2 separate regions of the Mus musculus genome follow, and region 1 is linked to region 2. A link is a contact called in public Micro-C data. All regions are on one chromosome and are shown on one strand. The core of a region is the stretch at or near the end of the contact, and the rest is flanking DNA. Distances in the headings are between cores, read along the strand shown.

The links. Hi-C and Micro-C count contacts between places; a contact is called where the count stands out from the background.
Region 1: a Micro-C map of MC3T3-E1-derived osteoblasts shows a contact between it and region 2, with 2.2 times the contacts expected there. The contact joins two enhancer-like sites. A contact is called at or near these places in 1 of 39 promoter capture datasets (the 3T3-L1 cell line), 1 of 15 datasets of contacts at CTCF or cohesin (the NIH/3T3 cell line), 12 of 484 Hi-C or Micro-C datasets (the 3T3-L1 cell line, the C3H10T1/2 cell line, MC3T3-E1-derived osteoblasts and 6 more) and 2 of 115 datasets of contacts at active chromatin or transcription factors (differentiating embryonic stem cells and neural progenitor cells).

Annotation. Positions count from the first base shown.
Region 1 is chr10:69,742,013-69,749,110 of GRCm38.p6, reverse strand. The region is part of intron 1 of Ank3 (ankyrin 3, epithelial); the gene reads right to left. Among named protein-coding and RNA genes, the nearest start is that of Gm33416, 120 kb to the left of the region's middle. Within about 2 kb of position 4,695, at least 57 of the 459 cell types and tissues checked have an H3K27ac peak or open chromatin away from gene starts, as enhancers often do.
Region 2 is chr10:69,658,296-69,665,108 of GRCm38.p6, reverse strand. All of the region lies in intron 1 of Ank3 (ankyrin 3, epithelial), which reads right to left. Among named protein-coding and RNA genes, the nearest start is that of Gm33464, 99 kb to the right of the region's middle. Within about 2 kb of position 2,563, at least 29 of the 459 cell types and tissues checked have an H3K27ac peak or open chromatin away from gene starts, as enhancers often do.

The sequences.
Region 1 (7,098 bases), core at 3,446-5,945, 82 kb before region 2:
CTTTGGAATAACTTAAGACCATCTATTATTTTTAAGTCCCTATCAACAGATGCAGCACGCTACACATGTAAGAGATGTATCTTCCAAGTTCCCTGCACACTCTCAGGTGCTCAAATGTCTCATGGATTTCAGGGAGAGCCACTCACAGCCATCACTCTACACAGGATATATGCTTACTCTTATCACCTAAATTCAGTGTAAAAGATTTATGTGAATACTTTCTAGGGAAATGTCAGTTTGGTTGAATTTTCATGAAGATAAGTATGAACATATGCAGGAGGAAGATATTCAATTTAGAAAAGAAAATTAAATTTGTCTACAAAGAGGGTTTTCTATTCTTTGCTTGGCTAACTGTCCTGATGGATGAAGTTAGACTTCATCCCAGGAACATGGGTCAGATTCGAAAAGAAGTGTGCTGGTTACCCTTTTTTTTCTTTGTCAACTTGACACAGCTTGAGTCTTCTGATAAGAGGGACTCCAGTTAAAACAATACCTCTCTCTCTCTCTCTCTCTCTCTCTCTCTCTCTCTCTCTCTCTCTCTCTCTCTCTCTTTTTCTAACACACACACACACACGACTGTATTTACATACAATCTCAATCTCCCTCACCACACACACACACACACACACACACACACGAAAGAAATTATTAACTAGCTGTTTCTGTTTCTGGTAGTACTGGCATTTGTCAGTACTTCCAAGGGAGAATGTGATTGTGGACCCCCTGGATTAAGACAGCCCTGGGCTTGCACTCTAGCTCAGAAACACATTAACAAATTACTCAGGTCTAGGGATTTAGTGTTTAAGAGCCGCAGGCTCTTCTTAACAGTTACACAGACTTCTTCCGGTTTGTCCTTTTTTTAACCTTACTTTTCGGTCCACCATGTAGAAGTGTTACATTTGATGTTAAATAAGAACATGTTACTCATGTCACAGGGCTGAGTCACCTCCATAGGATATTATACTGGAAGGGCTTCATACAGAATAGGGACCCCACATCTGAAAACTTCCAGGTCACAGCAGTAAGGTGATAGAGTAAATTTTTCTTTGTTACTCTCATGAGATTTTGTATTATATTTTTAATTTTACAGAAAGTTATCCCTAAAAGAAGATGTACAGACTTCAAAGGCCACACGAGAAACTAATTCACATTAGACTCATCTAGGTCAGACAGGCACAATACGCCTGGTACACAGACATGCATGGGATGGATCTACCCTACTGGCAATGAGAGTGGAAAGTCAGATACTCATTCCCCGCTGAAGGATGGAGAACTGGTGGACTCAAGCTTTGAAAGACAGCAGGGCTGGAAAGGCAGCTTAGTGGGTAAGAGCATTTGCCGCACAGTCATGAGGACCTTAGGTCAAAGTCCCAGCATCTGCACCAAAAGCTGGGTGGTGCCTGTGCATTTGGCTGTGCGGGGTGGAGACAAGGGGACTGTTGGGGCTTGCTGGCCAGCCAGCCTAGGCAAGAGACCTGTAAATCTCAGGTTCACTGAAAAACTAGGCTTCAAAGGAATAAGGCATAAGGTGGTTATAAAGCAGGAACACACACACACACAGATACATATAGACACATACACAGAGGTACACAACACAGACACATACAGAGACACGCAAACAGATATACACACAGAGGTACTCAACACATATACATACAGAGACATACAGACATACACACACAGACCCACATGCACACACACAGATACACACATGCACACAGACACACATACATACACCACATACCCACAGGCACACATACACACACACACAGACACACAGACCACACGCACAGGCACACTCACACATACCAATACACAAATACAGACATACATACATGTACACAAACATATATACACACATATACAGATACACGTACACACATAAAGATACACACAGAAACACACAAGCAGACACATACACACAGACATACACACACACATAGATACATACCGAGACACACAAGCATACACACACAGACCCACACTCCCATCCAGGCACTGTGTACCTCACCTCTGCAGATTCCCATCTCTCTCCTACTCCAGCATGAACTTGAACTTGTGGCAGCCACACTCTGTGATCACTGAGCAAATGGAAATTAGGTGACTCATGAGAGAAGCAGATGAGAGGACGAACACCACCCCTCACAGCTGAGCAGCACAGCTGTTCCCAGAAGGCAAGGAGAGCAAAGCATGATGGGTACAGACTGGTCGTGGTTCCACAGGGCTTTTCACTGCTACTTGAACTTCAACCTTTCCTGTAAGCCATACTCTCATGAACTCAACCCGAAGAACTGGGAGAGCAGATTGCATTCTGCAAGATGTCTATCCGACCAGACAGCCTGATTCCATCGACTTCAGGAGGGGTACAAAGACCTCCAGTGTTGTTACTCTGGCAGGCAACTCACAAAAGAAATATCCACAACCGTAACGAGCAAAGGTTGATCAGGAAGGGCTGTTTGATGTCTCAAACACAACAACTCGGGGAAACGCATTTGTGGAGGACTGTGTCTAGAATCATCTTTTTTTCAAACACACACACACACACACACACACACACACTCCTTCCCATTACATAAAATCCCAATCCTTAACGCTTGGCTCACAGTCAGTGCCTCTCATAAAGACCGATTCAAAAATAACTCGGCTCTCTGAATGCGGATGACTGTTAAAAGCCACCTTAATTCTGACTGAATACAAAGAAACAGAGGCACAGATATAAAAATACCCATGGTTTGAGTTGGAGTGAGGCTGAGGGAGACATTAAATGCATACCATGACTGTTTGTCCTTCCAGTTGCACCAGAATTATAGGAGAAAGTTTTCAACAGCAAGGATCTCTAGCCAAGTCTCATGGAAGGTGGAGAATTAGAGGGGAAACAGTAAGAAAATGACAGGCAAGAAAGAGGGAGAGGGGAAAAGGCGTGGTCTAGTCACCAAGCATCTTCCTAGGAAGGACCGGAAGGCAGCCACTGTGCTGAGGCTACACAGCTGACAGCTAAAGGATTTACTATTCATGTATATCAACTGTGAGGCTAGATGTGGGGCTTACTATATACCAAGTATTACGGTAAAGAAAGTCAAAGTTACATTATGGTTTGTCACTTATGATTAGGGATGGGCAAGGCAAGAAGGTGATCATGTATGTATGTATGTATCTAAATACATTTATATATTTATCTATATATATATTTCTATGTATCAAAATATAAATATATATATTTATATATGTATCTAAATATATACATATATAAGTACCTAAATATCTATCTATCTATCTATCTATCTATCTATCTATCTATCTATCTATCTAAATATCTATATATGCATCTAAATATATATATATATATATTGGGAGCTTGAGCAAACATTTGAGTGTAGGCTGCTAACTCTGAGTCTTAGAGCATGGCTGGATGCATGCTTCTGAGAAGGGCCTGGTATTTTATTTTATTTTATTTTATTTTATTTTATTTTATTTTATTTTATATTTTTAGTGCAGTGTCCCAGTCAGTTGTCACCTTGACATAAGCTAGAGTCATCTAGAAAGATGGAACCTCAATTGAGAGATTTCCTGTGGGGAAATTTGTGGAGCACTTTCTTGATTAAGGACATCACTCCTGGGCAGATAGTCCAGGGTGGTATAAGTAAGCAAACTGCATGAGCCCTGGAGAACAAACCAGGAAGCAGTGTTCCCCTATAGTTTCCGCTGCCGTGTCTGCTCCTAGGTTCCTGCCCTGTTAGAGTTCCTGCCTTGGCTTCCCTCAATGATGGACTGCAAACCTTTTCACCAAATGTTGCTTTTGGTCGTGGTCTTTATTATAGTGACAGAAAGCAAGCTAGGGCAAGCAGGGAGGGGACATAGGAGACTAGGAACACAGGAGGAATCGCAACAACATCGCCAAAAAAGAGTCATGACTTCAAAGGCCTGTGCTTTGAAGCCTCCAGACAAGGCCAAGCTGCTCACTCTTGCCCAGCACTAGCAACATGGGAGATATGTGATGCTACAATTCAGGAAGATGTTCTGACTGCACGTCAGTCTTATTGTGATCAAAGATACAGGAAGACAGGCAAACGGGAAGGGAGACTTCAGTGTGAGGAGTGCAGATGAGGCACAAGCACTGTCTCCCGCAGGACCACAGCAGACAGGAGGCATGGAGTTCTGCAGTGTCAGCACAGGGACAAAGATATGATGGTGTGTCCCTACCATTGCCCATTTGGGTTCCCTGTATCCTTCCATGCTTTATTGGGGCTACTGACCTGGCAGGCTCCAGGAGGAATAATGTAGCTCCAATTACTTAAGCTGCTCTCCAAGTTTCAGAGCGAAAAATCCCCCCAATTCACTTGGGTAAAGCTGGACAATGCCACACAGAGGCCACAGAGCTTGGCCTCGACTGTTTTCCTATGAGTGACTGGAGTTTATATAATGGCCAGGGCAGGGCCCGCATCTCCTGGTTCAGGGGAAAACCAGGAGCATAAACGTTTCCCTCTAAGAGTTCCATGGAAGGATTCAGACTGAGAAGGTTCCGTCCTGGGGCAATTGTCAGAAAAAGAAAGGAGGAGAGAGCAGAGTCCTTGGCTCTTCTGCCTCCCCCATTCCCCTCCCCCGAATCTGCCAATAACCAGTAAATAACTCCCCAGATGCACGCTGATGGCAGCCACTCAGAATGTACATCTGCTGTGTTCACGGGACTCATTTTGTCATAGGATTGCCAAATGCAGAATTATTCACCCCAGTGAATTATTCACAGTCATACAGCACTCCATCCAGGGGCAGAAGCGTGTGGGAAGGTCCCTCTGGGAGGTGAGAAAATAAAATGACACATGTTTGCATTATTTGCATCCCGGTCAAAGTGCTCAGCTCAGCTCAGCTGAACAGCAGTGTCTCGGGAAGAAACTGTAGGCTCGGATAAAGAAATGAGCACCAACCACGGAAGTTCTGGTGAATGAGACCCAGGGACCTTAAGAGAGCACTGAGCAGCCACAGGGGGCGGAGGATGAACTGTCAGCAGCCTCAAGGTCTCATGGGATTGTCCTAGAAGTGTATGTGTGTCGGGGAGGGGGCTGTGGAAAGGTATGTTTCCAGAGTTTCAAAATTGGTTTCTGATAGGGTTACAAAACTAAGAGCTCAACTGACAACACATGAAAGTTCTTCCAAAATGCGTTTAAGATTAAAAGTGTGTCCCATGTCAAGGTAAAATGTGGGTACATTATGGTCATTTATTTCTTCTCCTGCTCATTTGAACTGTGAATTACAATTAGTCACAAATTTTAAAGGAAGTCTGAAAAGGACAATTCCCATAATAAAGTCTTACTGAAAGCTTTGCTTTTGGAAGCCAGAAAGGAGCAGGGAGGGAGGAATGGGCGGAAAGAGGAACAGTTAAAAGCGAAAGACAGAGAGGATGTCTAGACTGGCTAGGGACATCACCAACTCTTAGGTCAAGTTCCCAGCACACACAGATGAGGTGACTATTGCCACCCTCGGAGGAGAGTGCATTTCCCCCTCCCCCATCACAATTCCAAATGAAGAGCACCCGGGACCTATTAACAAGTAGGAGATATAAGTGAGCAAACAAACCATTTTCTTTTCTGAGTCTAGCAAGCTTTCTAAGACTCTAGGACGGCCATGACTGCTCTTCTGTACATGTATGGTGAGTTAAATGATGCTTTGGTTGGACTAATCCTACTGGACTCTCAGTAGACAGAGAAGGAAAGACAGGGAAAGAGGAAAAGAGGAAGAGCAGATGAACAAAGGAGCCTGAAATGGTAACTTTGTGTTTTCAAATAGTAGATCTGTGTTCCTGTATCTCTCAGAGCATTTGCTTTCAGAAGCTCTGAGTATACCACTATCTTCCTTTGGCTTCTCATATTGCTTTGTATCCATAGGACCTTGTGACAGAGTCTCATCCTTTCATCACATGTTTTGTATAAGTCTGGGTTGTCTGAGAGTGAACCTCTGTGGGACTAAGATCTGTGGCCCATTGCACCAGCCTGGCAGACTGAGGACAGAGCCATATCTCTCCCAAGAAGGAAAAAGCAAGGAGCAGTTGGTAACCATTGAACACCAAGGCCAGGAGGTCAGAAATTCAGAAGGAAATTCAACCTCAGGAACACTGTCTCAGTCTGCAGGCCCTTCTCATCAAGTACAGAGTACCCTCCATACGCACAGACCCTTAGGGTCTCCTGTAGGTAGGTGTGAGCCATAGGGCCAGGAGAGCCATATGAATAATAACCATCCTGAATTCTGTCAGTGACCAGCACGGAAGAGCTGTGCTTGGCTTCTGTGTCTCCATGACGTCATGGAGACAGTGTTGTCTCCACAGAGCACTGCCACAATGTATCAAGGTCTTAAACAGCTCATTCCTCCCCCACCCCCTCCCCGGCCTGGTCCACCTCCTATGATACAGTCAGCTAGATGAGTCCCCAGCATGCTTTGTGAATTGCTGACTGTTCCATGAGTATGAAAAGACAGGGTTGAGGTTGATGCTCTTCTCTTTCCTCAACCCCTGCTGGCTAAGACAGATGCTATACTTGTTGCAAGAAATGAGAGAGAAGATTTGAAGACCCTGTATGTAGGGCTGAGGACTTCAGGCCCTGCAGATTATCTCACTGGAGTTATGGCTTTCGAGAAAAGGCACACGCGCTTGCTCTTCTAGGTAGGGAATTTTCATCGCCACAGAACCTCATCTGTCTTATCTTCAGACACAAACGCACATGGGATTGGATCGATTTGATAAGATTTGGTAAATTCTTAATAGGAAATAATAAGTGGAATCAATATTATTTTCACACTGCTTTCCAAATCTGGCAGAACTAACAACTGCAGTCAGGCAAATCTTCACACCATTTTGCTTGCAAATCCCCCAAATAAAGAACTTTAAAGATGCCTTAAAAATAGCCCTTGCCCTAGTTTTCTTAGCTCTTGCTTAGACACTGTTTAAGGAAAAGGACTAGAATGTAAGCTGGGTGTCTAATGTTAATTTTTCCCCTCTTGTCCTAGTCACAAAAAAAAAAAAAAAAAGAGATCCCTTAGCATCTCCTCAAAATTGTGGTGGTATAAAAAGTGTAGTGGCCATGTATAATCTGAGCTTATGGATCTTCCATT
Region 2 (6,813 bases), core at 1,314-3,813:
ACACCCGGATCTTCCTTTTCCCAGGCTTCCTAGCAACAGGGCCACCTGAGCCGGGACTGAAATCTCTGAAGCTATAAACCATCATGAACCACTTTGCTTTTTAAGTTAGTTATCCAAGCCAGGTGTGGTGGCGCACGCCTTTAATCCCAGCACTTGGGAGGCAGAGGCAGGCGATTTTCCAAGTTTGAGGCCAGCCTGGTCTACAAAGTGAGTTCCAGGACAGCCAGGGCTACACAGAGAAACCCTGTCTCAAAAAACAAAAACAAACAAACAAACAAATAAACAAAAAGTTATCTAAGTTATTTGACCATATCAGATCGACTTTTTGTAACAAAATGGCTTGGTTTTTTGTTTTTGTTTTTTTTAAAGAGAAACTTCATATGATTTATAGAATTTTTTTTTTAATCTGCACAGAAGTACCACTTATTCTGTGTGGGGTAAATTTTTTTTTTTACCCCTTATTGCTATCAAGTAAGACATTTTCCTTTGAGGTAAATAAAATTTGGGGCTAGGGACTTGATCCTCATGCATGCCAGGAAAGCACTGTGTCCACCGACCCACATACCTGACCCCATAAGTAGGGTAAATTTAGGGGTGAAAAGAAGATGACCAGTCAAGGCTTCGGAATAGTGGAGCACTGACTTGGGGAGACAGTTCCTGGCTTCCATGTTGGCTTAATTTCCTTTTAACCCTCTTCCTCTTCTTCCTCCTCCTCAGACTTATTTTAACATGTGTCAGTGAGTGTGTTTGTCTGCCAACGGAAGTCAGAAGAAGGAAATTGGGTCCCTGGAGCTGGAGTTACAGGTAGCAGTTAGTTATCTAACATGGGCGCTAGGAACCCAAGTCTGGTCCTTTCGAAGAGCAGCCAACACCCTTAGTGGCCGAGTCAGCTCACCAGCCTGTTCGGTTAGAAATCACTCAGCCTGTCATAGCTCAGGTGCTTTCTCTATAAATCAAAACCAGCTACAACTGCATGCCCTATGTCCATCACATGAGGGCTGTGGGTTCAAGTAAGATAGTAGATGTGAAGTTTCTTTGCAGAATAAGAAGAGGTCTGTGTGCAAGCATGCTATCAGCAGCATTATTTAAATTTATCACTTCTGCATTAAAACATGGTATGAAGTATATCTTGAAAATACTGTGATGACCTCAATTTTCTTTTATTAATTAAATTTCACTTTATGTGAATGCATGTTTGCTTGCGCGCACATGTGTGTGTGTGTGTGTGTGTGTGTGTGTGTGTGTGTAGCATTTGAATGTCTATCGCCCTCAGAGGTCAGAGGTGGGTGCTAGATCCCATGAAAATGGACTCAGGTGATTGTAAGCTGCCATGTAAGTGCTAGGAATTAAACCCAGGTCCTCAGGAAAAGCCATAAGTGTTCCTAACCTCTGAGTCACCTCTCTAGCCCACCCTTACACTTCATGACAAGACAAAATGGATTTACTTTTATTTATGAATATTTGTCCTGATTTCAGCACCACAAAAATTGGATAATTGAAACATGAATCAGATTTTCATGTACATATGAAAGCCTGTATAATAGCCTATATGTGATATATGTATATACAGTATGTACCTTGTATATACAGTATGAGAGCAACTGTCTAATGACAGTACTGTTGGACACAGTATGTAGTCAACCTTTGAGCAGTGCACATGAACTCCCTAGTCAGGGAGTATCGTGAATACAAACAAAGGAAAAATGTATAATGCTATCAAATTCCATATTGTGTTTAGTTCTTGTTTCTTTTTAATGCTTTACATTTTAAAAAAGTCCTTAATCTTTTTTTTTTTTTTTTTTTTTTTTTGCAGTCCAGTCATTATCCCCTTCCAGGTCTGCCCTCTGACAGTCCCCCCACACTTGCCTCAAAACCTCTCCCCCAACCCCCCAACCCCTGTTCCAAGAGTATCTCCCCACACACCCACACCCATCCCACACCCTGCCAGGCCTCCCCACTCCCTGAGGCCGCAAATTTCTCGAGGGTTAGGTGCATTTTCTCTCACTGAGGCCTAACCAGTCAGTCCTCTGCTGTATATGTGGCCTCGGACCTGCTAGTTTATGGTGTCTGGTTGGTGGCTCAGTGTCTGAGAGATCTCGGGAGTCCAGATTAGTTGAGACTGTTGGTCTTCCTATAGGGTCACCCTCCTCAGCTTCTTCCAGCTTTTCCCCCAATTCAACCACAGGGGTCCCCGCTTCTGTCCATTGGTTGGGTGCTAGTATCTGTATTTGTCTCTGTCTGTGTTTATTTCTTTTTTGTTTTGTTTTGTTTTTGTTTTTGTTTTTTGGGTTTTTGAGACAGGGTTTCTCTGTGTAGCCCTGGCTGTCCTGGAACTCACTCTGTAGACCAGGCTGGCCTGGAACTCAGAAATCCACCTGCCTTTGCCTCCCAAGTGCTGGGATCAAAGACGTGCGCCACCACTGCCCGCTCTGTGTTTGTTTCTTAAGAGCTCGGATTCAGTTTACCCTCAATCTCTAGATCAGGAAACAATCTCTTCCAGAGGAGAAGGAGTGCCACATTCTTTGGAAAGCCTCCTCAGATCAGTTGCTGGCTTTCCTGCACTGCCCCCTTGTGGAACAGTTGAGCAAAACAGCCAGACTCATAATGCAACCTGGGACTGTGTCCAGCCTGAGACAAAGCCTTAGATGCCCCTAGTACAGCTCCAACCTTTACAAAAAAGCTCCAGTGGAAAGGATTCAGAATTCATCCGCCTGCAACGACTCTGGCAGAGCGTTCTCCACCTCCAGAAGTCACTAGTGTTCCAGCTTTGATTCGTGCAAACATGCGTTCCAGGTGAACCTCTGTTCTTTTCGGGGCATGTTTACTTTAAAACAGCATTGAGTGTAAAGCTCCCCCCAAAGAAACCAAAGCATCTGAGAGATTCGTAGGTCACCAGCGGCACCTATTCCTTTCTCGGCGGGAGGAGGGACCCCTTGTCTGCTCCCATCATATGGACCAGCAGAGGCGCAGGGTTCATTGCTCACACCCATGTGTGTCTTGGTTGCTAACTGATATAGGCAAGCTTTGGGGGGAAATGTCGTCCCTAGGCAGGTGCTATGGGGCTGAATGAGAGAGTTAATAATGAATGCTTGAGCAAGTAAGCTAGCAAGCAGGGTTCCTCACAGTTTCTGCCCTCACTTCGAGACGGACTCTGAGCTGGAAGCGTCAGCCTAAGTTTCCTCTTCTGATCACGGGGTTTGTCACAGGCACAGCAAGAAAATGTGAACAGCTGCTAAGATTAAAAAAAAAAGGTTTATTTATTTATTTATTTATTTATTTATTTATTTATTTATTGTATTTATATGAGTACACTGTCACTGTCCTCAGATGCACCAGAAGAGGGCATCAGATCCCATTACAGATGGTTGTGAGCCACCACGTGGTTGCTGGGAATGGAACTCAGGTCCTCTGGAAGAGCAGTCAGTGCTCTTAACCACTGAGCCCCAGGTTCTAAGACTTTTAAAGACAATTGAAGATAAAAGAAATTCCATGGGCTGGTGAGATGGCTCAGTGGGTAAGAGCACCCGACTGCTCTTCCGAAGGTCCAGAGTTCAAATCCCAGCAACCACATGGTGGCTCACAACCATCCGTAACAAGATCTGACTCCCTCTTCTGGTGTGTCTGAAGACAGCTACAGTGTACTTACATATAATAATAAATAAATCTTTAAAAAAAAAAAAAAAGAAATTCCATGCCAGACAGATGATTTCCAGATAGGTCTCTTAGTCGGTAGACGACCTTGTCACTTGATAGCAGCCCTGGGTGCACATGGATCTATGTCTTTGATAACTCCTATTTTTGATGTTGCATCAAGTCCAATCAGACTGTGCAACCACTGTGGTGAATAAAGAATTATCTTGCTACCTTGCTACCGGTCTCAGCTCCATCCAGACAGTTGCAGCCGCACTGGGGGGCAGAATACCCAGCATGCACCACCGTCAGCTGAATCCCTCTCCTGTGACAGACTTTGTACAGTTTTCTTTCCCTCCCCTGAACACTTTCTGGCCTATAAAACCTCTGTTTCACGGAACCAAAGCCACCCTAAAGCACACATGCTGTCAGAATTCACTAATATTGTATGCACGTGGCTAGACGCCAACACAATCCCAATTTGTGTTAGTATCAGTAGATGTCCCCAAAAGGAGTCAGATTCCCCGGGAATCTGGCATTGGCCTGATAACCAATGGCGATTGAGTGCCGTGTTTTAAGAAACAATTGAAACCGGAAACCCACCTGGCAGTGGTGGGCAGGGCACTGACTGGGATGGCATGAGCCAACTGAGTTCTTTAAAGACAGACAAGAGATGACATTCGGGATGTCCTCATTTAGCTAAAGAGTTGCTTGCCAGGCTGGTGAGATGGCTCAGTGGGTAAGAGCACCCGACTGCTCTTCCGAAGGTCCAGAGTTCAAATCCCAGCAACCACATGGTGGCTCACAACCATCCGTAACGAGATCTGACTCCCTCTTCTGGAGTGTCTGAAGACAGCTACAATGTACTTACATATAATAAATAAATAAATCTTTAAAAAAAAAAGATTAAAAAAAAAAAAGAGTTGCTTGCCCAAGGAACTGGAATTGTTGCACAGGGGAGGAGGGGTCGGGGACAGATGCTTCAGGGATCTCGAACTCAAATTTGATAGGAAGGTATCTAGTCTTGCCCTAAGGATAGGCTCAACAACTGCTCTTGCATAAAATAGTGTGGCTTGGTACTCCCACAAAATGCATGTGACTGTCTAGGGCTGGGGTTCTCAACCTGTGGGTTATGACCCTTCTGTCAAACGTCTATCTCCAAAAGTATTTATATTATGATTCATAACAGTAGCAGAATTACTGTTATGAAGTAGCGACAAATACAATGTTACAGTTGGGGGATCACCACAACACGAGGAAGTATACTAAAGGGTTGTGGCATTAGGAAGGTTGAGAACCAATGGTCTAGGGAGTCACTCTTGCCAGCTGTTTGCATGTATTTCAAGGATAAGGTGCACGGCTTAGGCTGAAATTCACTCCGCCAATAGAATCTGCAGTACCACATCCCAATTAAATCCTCCAAAGACAGTTCTTGCAGCGCCAACATCTGGTACCCTAGTTCTTGAGCTAAAGCTATAAAGGGCCTTATTTAAAATGTAGGGGGGTGTAAGGAACATGGAAATGTTAACCCACAAACCATTTTGAGCTGTGAAGAACCTCATGATAATGGCTAACTGGATGTTAAATGTGAGAAAAGGTGGGGGGGAATTGAGTCCAAACCCCCAAATGGTTTCTGTATAAGACAGAGTGAGAGACCGGGACAAGCCTCCATGGCATCTCAGGTGGCTGGCAGTAAACACACCAGGAAGGAAGATGGAGCTCTCTGCAGTGCAGAAGCTGGAGAAATGCAGGCAAGCTGAGAGTCTTAATGCCCCAGGCCACCAGACCTCATCATTTGCTGCTATAAACAAGCAAGAACCAAGAGTAAGAGGCATACAAGTTTTAGGCTGGGAGAAAAATCACGTCAGCTATTGGGCAAAAGGAACGTGTCTTTGAAGATCCCTGGGACAACAGGAGTGGGCTTTGCAGCCTTTTCAGAAGCCCCCCCCCCCCCCAGGATCTCTAGGTTGTAGGAGGCACCCTGATTGCCCTAATGAACGTGTGGCTTTTCCTATTGTGAGATTCCCATACACACAGAGACCAATGAGACTTGAAAATGGTAGAATGATTCTGTTATGCAAATGGGAGAAAACAGACTGGTTTTTGTTTGTTGTGGTTTGGTTTGGTTTTGGAGAACTTTTATTTGTAGTCCTTTAGCAATGGCACCAGGTACTATGGAGGCCCCGGTGCGCCTCAGGGATATCATCCAGTCTGGGGATAAAAGCAAATTCTAGACAAAGCTGGTCCTCTATGTAGGCATGGTGCCTCACGTTTGCAATCCCAGAACTTGGGTGACAGAGGCAGGAGGATTGCTGTAAGTTCCAGGCCAGTCTAGGCTAAGGTTGATACCCTGTTTCAAAACCAAACAAAGTGAAGAAAGACAAAGCAAAACAAGATTCAGAAATATACAAAGATGTTGCCTGCAGAGACACTCAGTGGGTAAAGTGCTTGCTGCCTGGCAGGAGGACACAAGTTGGATTCCCCAGCACTGGTGTGGAACTCCTGTATCCTCAATGCTGAGGAGGCAGAGATGAGAGGATATTGCGGTCCACTGGTCAGGTCTACCTGAAACTCAAACTCCAGCTTCAGTGATCCTGTCTAAAAAACACCCCGGATGTCAACATACACACACAGGAAAACACCCCTACCTGCCACATGTACACACACATGCCTGTGCCCCCCCCCCCACACACACACAACTTCTACTGAAAAGCAGAGACAGAGTTGAGTCATTTCTCTGAGAGGAGTTGCCTCCTGGGATGATGGTAAGCCTGGCTGTGTGGTTCAGGGCCATGTTCTCCCCTCCCCGCCCCCCTGCCCCCTCCTTCGGTTCTCTTCTGAAGAAAATGGGTGACCTCAAAAGTCCTCACACTCTGAAGCTCTGATGCCTCATAACTGAACTTCAATTTCTTCCTAAATCCATCCCTCACCCAGGCTCAACAACTCTTGTGAGAATCTAAATACACTGCAGTAATTTTCACTTCTGCAGGAAGAAATCCAGTTAATTATAACACCAGCACACAGGCTTTTCCAGTCTGTACTGAGCGCCCCAGGAGCCTTCCACCGTTATGCAGAACACTCTCAACGGTCAGAGAGTCTTGGCAAGCCTGCTAGCTCTGAAGGTTTATGCAAAAATAAAGAAATAATATCGTCGGTCAGCTCAGGCAAGAGGGAGAGGCCAGG